Regions from separate parts of the Capsicum annuum genome. Here region 2 is linked to region 1. A link is a contact called in public Hi-C data. All regions are on one chromosome and are shown on one strand. Each heading gives the region's core, a stretch centred on a gene start, on an enhancer-like site or on the middle of the called end of the contact. The rest is flanking DNA. Distances are from core to core; before and after follow the strand shown.

The links. A called contact is a pair of places that touch in the nucleus more often than the background predicts.
Region 2: a contact with region 1 is called in a Hi-C map of leaf, with 2.9 times the contacts expected there. The contact joins the promoter of LOC107857536 here to the promoter of LOC107857534 in region 1. A contact is called at or near these places in 2 of 5 Hi-C or Micro-C datasets (leaf and placenta).

What each region holds. Positions count from the first base shown.
Region 1 is chr2:65,917,488-65,921,650 of UCD10Xv1.1, reverse strand. It overlaps LOC107857534 (autophagy protein 5), which reads left to right and starts at 2,267. Exons shown (of 9, transcript XM_047406312.1): 1 at 2,267-2,564. The coding sequence starts at 2,439.
Region 2 is chr2:66,576,980-66,581,142 of UCD10Xv1.1, reverse strand. LOC107857536 (1-aminocyclopropane-1-carboxylate oxidase) reads right to left here and starts at 2,177. Exons shown (of 4, transcript XM_016702327.2): 1 at 1,908-2,177; 2 at 1,466-1,692; 3 at 164-497. The coding sequence starts at 2,012.

The DNA.
Region 1 (4,163 bases), core at 1,018-3,517:
CTCGCTGATGACTGACTAGCTGCGGCCTCCAGAACCATCACTTAAAAAAACGAACATAGGAACATCTCATCTCAAGTAACTACTATGATGCCAAGTCAAACTACGTTCTGATCATAGTAAAAAGTATTTGATATTCTCGGGAAGAAGCTACATTAGAACAGTCAGGTTGCAACTACGTTTCAAAAGATGTTTCCACAAATTTGGAAAAGTTCACGAGTAATAACATGTATCATTTTCGAAAGTAATATCTTTTCAAATTTAAATAGATTTTACGATGTTAGGCTTCTAATGTAAGTTTTCTGTCAAAGAGAAAAGAACATAATTAAATATATTAGTGGATTAGCACATATCAACAATGCATAATATACAAATTATGAGAATAAGGACATTATAAATCTTTTTCAAGCAAAAAAGGAATATACTACTAAACTATGAGAATAAGGACATTACTTAATTAGTCGAATGACCATATATAGTTTAATAGTAATTGTTGTTTAATTTTATGTTAGTCAATATTAGCAATACATCAAACTTCATCTAAATCACTATTAAAAAGTTATAACAATGTACTTTGACGAATGAAGTTATTTGTTGTTCTTGCATGTATAATCTATGTCTCATCTATTACAGTGTAGAATACTATATGAAGAATATTATAATGAAGGAGCCTATTATAACTTCAAGCGATTGATATTGAAGAATCAAATTGTTCATAAATTCACTCTTATTAAAAAAACTTGATTCAGGTGTACACTAATGCAATAAAAAAGGAATGCTTCTAAAAAAGAGGAGAAGAGCAAAGTGTAGCAGAAGTCTACCAAATCAAACACGTTCTGCTCACAATGAAATCTTCAATAAACTACACTTTGATGCATATTTAGAATGTATCGTTTAAAGCTGAAACGAATTACCAATTTTCACAGAAAAGCCGAATTCATAGAGTATATGTGGAAGAGGAATTTCATCGAATACCTAATGTGCATAATAAGAGCTAAAACTGAACAAATCAATCATCCAAATCAAAAGCACATCAGGGATAAAGTAAGGATAATTAGAAGATTGAAGGAAAAAGTGAAGATGAGAAAAGGAGAATTACAAAAAAGGTACTTTAAAATTGCAACTACATTGTCAAAAAGTTGAATTGGGTTTGTATAAAACCCAATAATTATAAGGGCGAAGCTCACCGATGAAGGAAGAAATACAGCAAGATTGAAACTGAGATAAAGACTTGTGGTCTCATATGGAATTGTGTTCATCCATACACATACAACAGGTAGAGCATGAGTTTAACACATACAAATTCACTTAAAATGACTAATATCGCTTAGCGGCAAGCTGACAGGACAATGCTTTCCCTCTCATAATCTGATTTCCATTATTATACCTAAATAAAAGAACAAAAGTTCAAATCAAATGAAGTGCAGATGACTCATAAACTAATTGAAGAATCAAGAAGAAGAAGAAGAGCAATCAAATAGAAGCAAAGGCTAAGAACGAGCAAGTAGAATACGACCATTATACTACCGCAAGCTTACATAAGCAAGAATAATCGGGAAAAAATTAAAATAAAATCATGCGTGAAATGAAAATACAAAGATAAAAGAGAGCAACCTTGAAATGAAGAACAAAGTAGAATAATAATTTTTCAAGACCGGTGGAGAGAGGAAATATCTTTTTCTTTTGAAATGAGTGAGATGAAGGTTGAAGATGCTTATAGACTTCATAACTATGTGTAGTATTTGTATAAAGCCACTTATAAAACAAATTTTTTAAGATATTTAATGGACTCAATTTACTATTTTAACTTTACATATTGAGTTTAATTTTAGTTTAACCATTGGTGTCCCAATGCTCACATTAGAAATTAAACATATAAAGAGGTGAATAGGCATTTATTCTATAATTTTTTTTTTCTTATAAGCACAGCCTAATTTTTTGATATATTTTCCTCCCTCCGTTTCAAATTATGTGTCATTATTTTCTTTTTAATACGTCCTAAAATAAGTGTCGCTTTTTCTTATTTGATAACTTTTTAAAGACACAATTATCCTTTTATCCTTGTTGGTTCCACTTAATTAAAGAAAAAAAGATATTGACACATTTTTTGATAAAGCTTAATTTGATAAATTTTATCAAATTGTCCCTTATTTCTTAAATTCTTTGCTCGATCAAATCACGATATGTAAAATGAAACGGAGGAAGTACTATTTATGTGAAGTGAATTGGCCGAGTTAAAATATGGGCCCATCCAATTTGATATGAGCTAAACAGAGTAAGTTTGTCAAAATAAATATATAAAATAGTTGCAGAGGGTTCCAAATTCCAATTACTATTAAATTTTCTTTGCTTAACCATGACTTGACGGCAGCAGCGGTGATCATTTTGTGGAAGAGTCAAAGAAGGAGAATTGGTTGGAGAAGCTGGACTCTTTCAATACAATGGGAAGTAAAGGAGGAGTGGGAGGAAGTTCAGCACAGAAATATATATGGGAAGGAGCAATTCCTTTGCAGATTCACCTTCATGAATCCGAAGTCACTACTCTTCCTCCTCCCGCGCCTGCCCTGGTACGAATCGATTCTTTGAATCTATAATAATAATAATAATAATAATTATTATTATTATTTTTTTCTGAATGTTAAGATTCTCTGCTCTAAGTTTAAACAAGAATTATTGACCCCTTAAAATGATTGATTCACTACTAGCGTGTCCAGATAAGGGGTTAGCTGGGGTAAATGCGGAACCACTGTTGAACCCATTGGGGAAAAGGACCTGCCTTCACCTCCGACCTATATATTGTTATTAGGGGAAAAGAAAAGGAAGTCTCACATGGTTCGATGAAAAGCTCGTGGCATCTCCTAGAGTTAAAGATTTTAGGGTCTTCAATAAGGCATTATTGGGTATGGTTATGGAGATTCAGGTTAGAGGAACAATCTTTTTGGAGAGGGGTAACAGTAAACAAATATGGGGCTATGGAAAGAGGGTGGAGACTAAAGATGTGAATATGCCTTATGTGTGTGGTTTAGGGAGGAACACTATGGAAAGATGGGTAGAATTTAGTGGTAATGTATCAATTCAGGGTACGAGACAGGAGGAGATTGAGTTTTTTGGGGGGGTAAGGTGCGACAACATTTTAAAAGAGGATTTACCGAGCATTTATAGAGTATCATGTCAAAAGGAGCTGACTATCCAACAAATTTGGAGTAGACAGGGTGGTGAGACTTTTGGGACTTGGGGTTAAAGAGAAATTTTCATGATTGGAAAGATTGTTAGATTCTCTTCACAAACAAAGCATGGCATTTTCTTGTCATAATGCATGGAGGTGGGATTTGGGGAATTGCAGTATTTTTTCTAGTAAGTCTTTTTATGAAAAGTGATTAATCGGGAGGAGGCTGCCTTTCCTTATATTTCCTCTGTCCTAGTTTATGTGATGAGCCAGGACATCTTTGGCATATCCACCAGCAGCGCCTTTGGCATGATAGGCAGGCAGCATATCTTGATCCATACTCTTTTCCTTGTAGTCAGTTTTGGAAAGAATGATGCCTTCTTACATTTGGTGTCAATTTAATTTTAAACTTAACGTTGTACCCTAAAACAAATAATTTATGCCCACACAAGTATCTATAGCTTGTGTTAAACGACAAATTTCAAAAATCTTCGTTTCATTCTTACTAGTCAAACACCTTCACATAACTTGGGATGGAAGAAGTAGTTCAATTTGGATTCCGAAGGTTCTAAGGAAGGTGTGTTTCTTCACTTGGTTAGTAGCTAGAAGGGTGATCTTAACAGACAAGAATCTTAGGAAGCGGAACATCATTTATGTCAATTTGTGCTTCATGTGAAAGGAAGCGGGTGAAGATGATGATCATCTCCTTCGACATTGTCATTTTTCCTCGAGGTTATGGTGGGACATTTGCCAATGGGGTGCGGCATTAAAGCAGGAACATCTCTTCTAATCCCACAAATATAGCTCTTTTTGGAATTGAGCACATTTAGGTTCAGATAGGTTTTGCGTTCCTAATTCCAGTCGACCATACTCGTCAAATTTCTTCCTGGTCAAAAAAGACCAACCATATGGTTAAACCGACGTTTTTCGGTGGTTCCTATCTTTTTCATCACGATTCAAATCTTATCATCCATGTCGAAGCTAATCTTAGGAGACAGAA
Region 2 (4,163 bases), core at 928-3,427, 660 kb before region 1:
TCTAATAGAGTAAAGTTTGTCAGGAATGTCCGAGTATAGGAGCTAAACCTGAACTAGTGACCTTGAAATACAAGAAAACATGATGCTATATGTTAAATCACACTGATATATAGTATATAATCTTTAAAATCATCTGTGCATATAAGGTTAAATCCTCGGATACCTCAAGTTGGTCACCAAGGTTGATGACAATGGAGTGGTGCATCGGAGGAACATCAATCCATTTACCATCTTTGAGTAGCTGGAGACCACTGACTTTGTCATCTTGGAATAGAAGGATGATGCCACCAGCATCTGTGTGAGCCCTGAGGCCTTTAATCAGATCAGGCTTGGGACATGGTGGGTAGTTGCTAACTTTGGTGCCAAAAGTAGGACCCTTTGAGCCATAAAAGACTTTCTTCAAGTAACCTTGCCCAAGTCCTAGATTTTCACAGAGCAAGTCCAACAGTTGCTCTGCTAGTTTCTCCAGCTTAGCTGCAAACTCCTTCATGATTTTCCTGTTATATTTCATCTTAAGTCAGCAAAGCAAGCACAAACCAAACTCAAATCCACAGTTCCATTAGTATGAAGTTACTCCCTACATTTAAAAAAGAATGACCTAATTTCCTTTTTAGTCCGTTTAAAAAAGATTGACCTTTTTTTTTTTACAATACTTTAATTTCAACTTTCCACATAGCATATTTAGGACCACAGGATTAAAGGAGATTTTGGTACATTTGACACAACTTTAATTTAAGGCCATAAAGTTCAAAAGTTTCTTTATTTTCTTAAATTTTGTGCCAAGTCAAAGTAGGTCATTCCTTTTTAAACAGAGAGAGTACTATTTTTATAGGTACATGCGCATAGCGAGAGCTTAGTGCACCGGGCTACCCTGTTTATTTTATATGTACATGTAATTTGAGCCGATAGTAATATGTTCAGTGCAATTTGCAAACTCCGTCCTTGATCTGCCTGTGGTGGACAAAATGCAGAGCCTGAATTTTGAGTTAATGGGTTCTGAATTTTAAAAAAGGCAGCTTACTGAATTTCGAATAACTTAAGGACGGTTTGGTACACTAAAGCTCCTGCTATGCGCATCGTGCGGAGAAAGGATGGATCACTATTTTCGAAGAAATTATTTATACATGATTAAGTAAAAAGCTTAACACATAAACAAGGTTTTTATCAAAACTATTGGGCCCGTATTTTATTCTCTAGCTCTGCCCTGGTGGTAGAAGCAGATCCAAAGGAGAAAAGTTACCCTTATATATGGCTAAGGAATGTGGTTATTAAGCATAAGATATACTTGTGGTCCGAGATATACAGGTTAAATTAGATAGACAAAGTTGACCTGAAAAATCCCAGATAGTTGGAGCACAGTTTCTTTCTTCTTCTTTTTTTGGTAGAGGAGCACAGTTTCTTTTTATGACAAAAACTAAATATTAAGCAATTAATATAAAGAACAAAAGATGGAGATCCCTTAGACCTGTAATCATCTTCAAGATCAGGAACTTCTGAGATGTTTGAAACAGGAAGATGTTTCAAGAAGAAAGTACTTTCCCAGTCCAAATCATTAATCTCAGTCTGAACAGCTTCAAGGCCTTTACTTGCCACCATTTCCTTGAATCCTTGTTCCATACACTTCTTATAATGCTCCTTTGTGAACCTCTCCACTGTGTCCAGAAGCTCATGAGAGATCCCATGATTTATCACCTTCATATATACACAAATATAGGAATAATAAGTATGTAAACTGGGAACGAGTTTAAGTTTTGTGCACTAATGGTATATAAAATATTTACACAATTGTAATATGAGAATAATTAATATCTGACAAAAATTGTAACTAGCAGCTATGTAAAATGTCATGGTACCAGTGCATAAAACATATCTTTTTAAAGATAACATATTTTAAACTTTAATGTTACCTCAAAGAAGCCCCAGTTCTCACAAGCATCTTTTATTTTCTCCAATGTTGCAGCCCTTTTTTCAGTGTTAAGCATCTCCATGTTAACAACTGGGAAAGTCTCCATCTTGCAACTATCTTATTTCTCACTCACACTTCAAATGTTTTTTTTTTTTTTTGGGGTAGCTCTTAATTCCTGTGCAGGATGGAGTTAAATAGGTATTTGAAGGGGTATTTATAAGACTTTTGAGAAGGGAAATAATAAAACAGAATAAATAAATAAATAAGTAATTTAACGATTTTTTTAAAAAGGAATACAAGTAATAAACAATGAAATCTAGGAAGTGAAGGAAGTGGGAACAGGACTCGTGGGGGATGCATGTGTGTACATCGTGCTAGGACCTACCAATTTTGGCTGAATCTTGATAATGTCTTCTTCTCATTTGTCTGTCCTCTCTTCTCGTGGGGTTGGTCCCTAATTAGTGCAATACTACTAGTCTACTATTACCTCTCTTTTCTTGAATTTTGACCGATGTTTGGTCTTGTGTTTTTTTTGTGAGGGTAAACTTTATAAGAAAAGTATTAATTTACATGGCTAGTGTTTTTTAAAAGACAAAAAATGAGTGCATTTATTTCTGAAAGAAGGATCACATGATTGCTCTTTTGCTTAATTTCTTCGAGTACTTTAGTAAGTTTAGAGCACTGCACTGAAGAATGTGAATTAGTGGTTAATAAAATATAGGAAAATGGGTCAAATTAACTTTTCAATTTTAAAAAAAGATTAAATATATTATAGGTTTAAATTTACTCTTGTCATCATATTTTGGAGCTAAATTTATCTTTGATATCATATTTTAGGTCAAATTTATCCTCGTTTTAAAGAAATTTTTCACATGTACCTTTTTTTTAATAGAAAAATCCAAATCAACGTTAAATGACTCATTTTTTTAAAATAAAACACATCCTAATTTAATCCGTCCGATCCAACCCACAAAAAATACACAAATAAATATAACTCTCTCTCAGTTCTGTTGGTCAAAATTTTTCAATAAACAAATGTAATTTTCTTTTAACGTGCAACACTAGTATATTATTTATAGATGAACAAAAACTAAAATGGAATGGAATAACATAGAACCATTGGAGTAGAGAAAATGTCTATTACAAATTTTGTTCTGATTCTAGTTATATTCGAATTTTTAAATTATCTAGATTTTAGAATCAGTGGATAAGTTTTCTTAGTAAATGACATAATGAAAATTTTGTGGAGATTCAAATTGTATATATAAAGACAGAAGAATGAAGAGATGTCACAATTGACATACAACGAGACTTCTTAACTCAATCATCCAGAAAAACATTCAGTGGGTCTAATCTGTTGTATTTGACTGCCGCTATTTTTCATGAGATTTGCATTGATACAGATTCATAAACTAAGGGAGGGATATATTTGTTTGCATTTGCACTGATGCAAATCCATTTTTCATGAGCTATGCATTAATAAATATCAAGTGGATTAATTTCGTTGAAAAAATTTGATCAATAGAACTGAGGGGGTATATTTGTATGTGTTTTTTTCTTGCTCAGGTCGGGTCGAACGAGTTAGATTAGAGCGTATTTTATTTTTAAAAAATGGAACATTTAACGCTGATTTGGATTTTTCTATTAAAGAAAGGGGTGCATGTTAAAATTTTCTTCACAATGAGGGTAAATTTGACCTCAAAGTATGAAGAAGTATATATTTAGCCAGTTTTTTAAAGTAGAGAGGTAAATTTAGCCCCAAAGTATGACAGATAGGATAAATTTAATTTCAAAATATAATAACGGGTATATTAATATATTTAGACTTTTTTTTTTTTTTGAAATAAAGGAGTAAATTTAATCATTTTTCCTAAAATATATAAGAAGTCTTAAGATATTTGAGTTTGAATCTTAGTTGTCTGCTATTGAAACAAAGTAAGATGCACTTCAACGATATTAGGTGTGCATAAATTCGTCGGACATCTGAATTGTAGAAAAGAAAGGGGAAAGGTATTGAGCTCAAAATTAAGAAGGCGTCATTCGGAAACTTATAATTTATAAATCAAAACAAATATGAAAAAGAATTAGTATTTTTTTTCTTTGAGGAAAAGCAAAAGTAATAGTAATTATCTTATTACTTTTATTATCCTTACAAGAAAAATAACACTTGAATTTAGTAAGAAAATGACAACAAAAACTCTAAGATAAGGTTCAAATTTTGCTCATGCATTGTTCAAAAATTTAAGATCTCAACTTT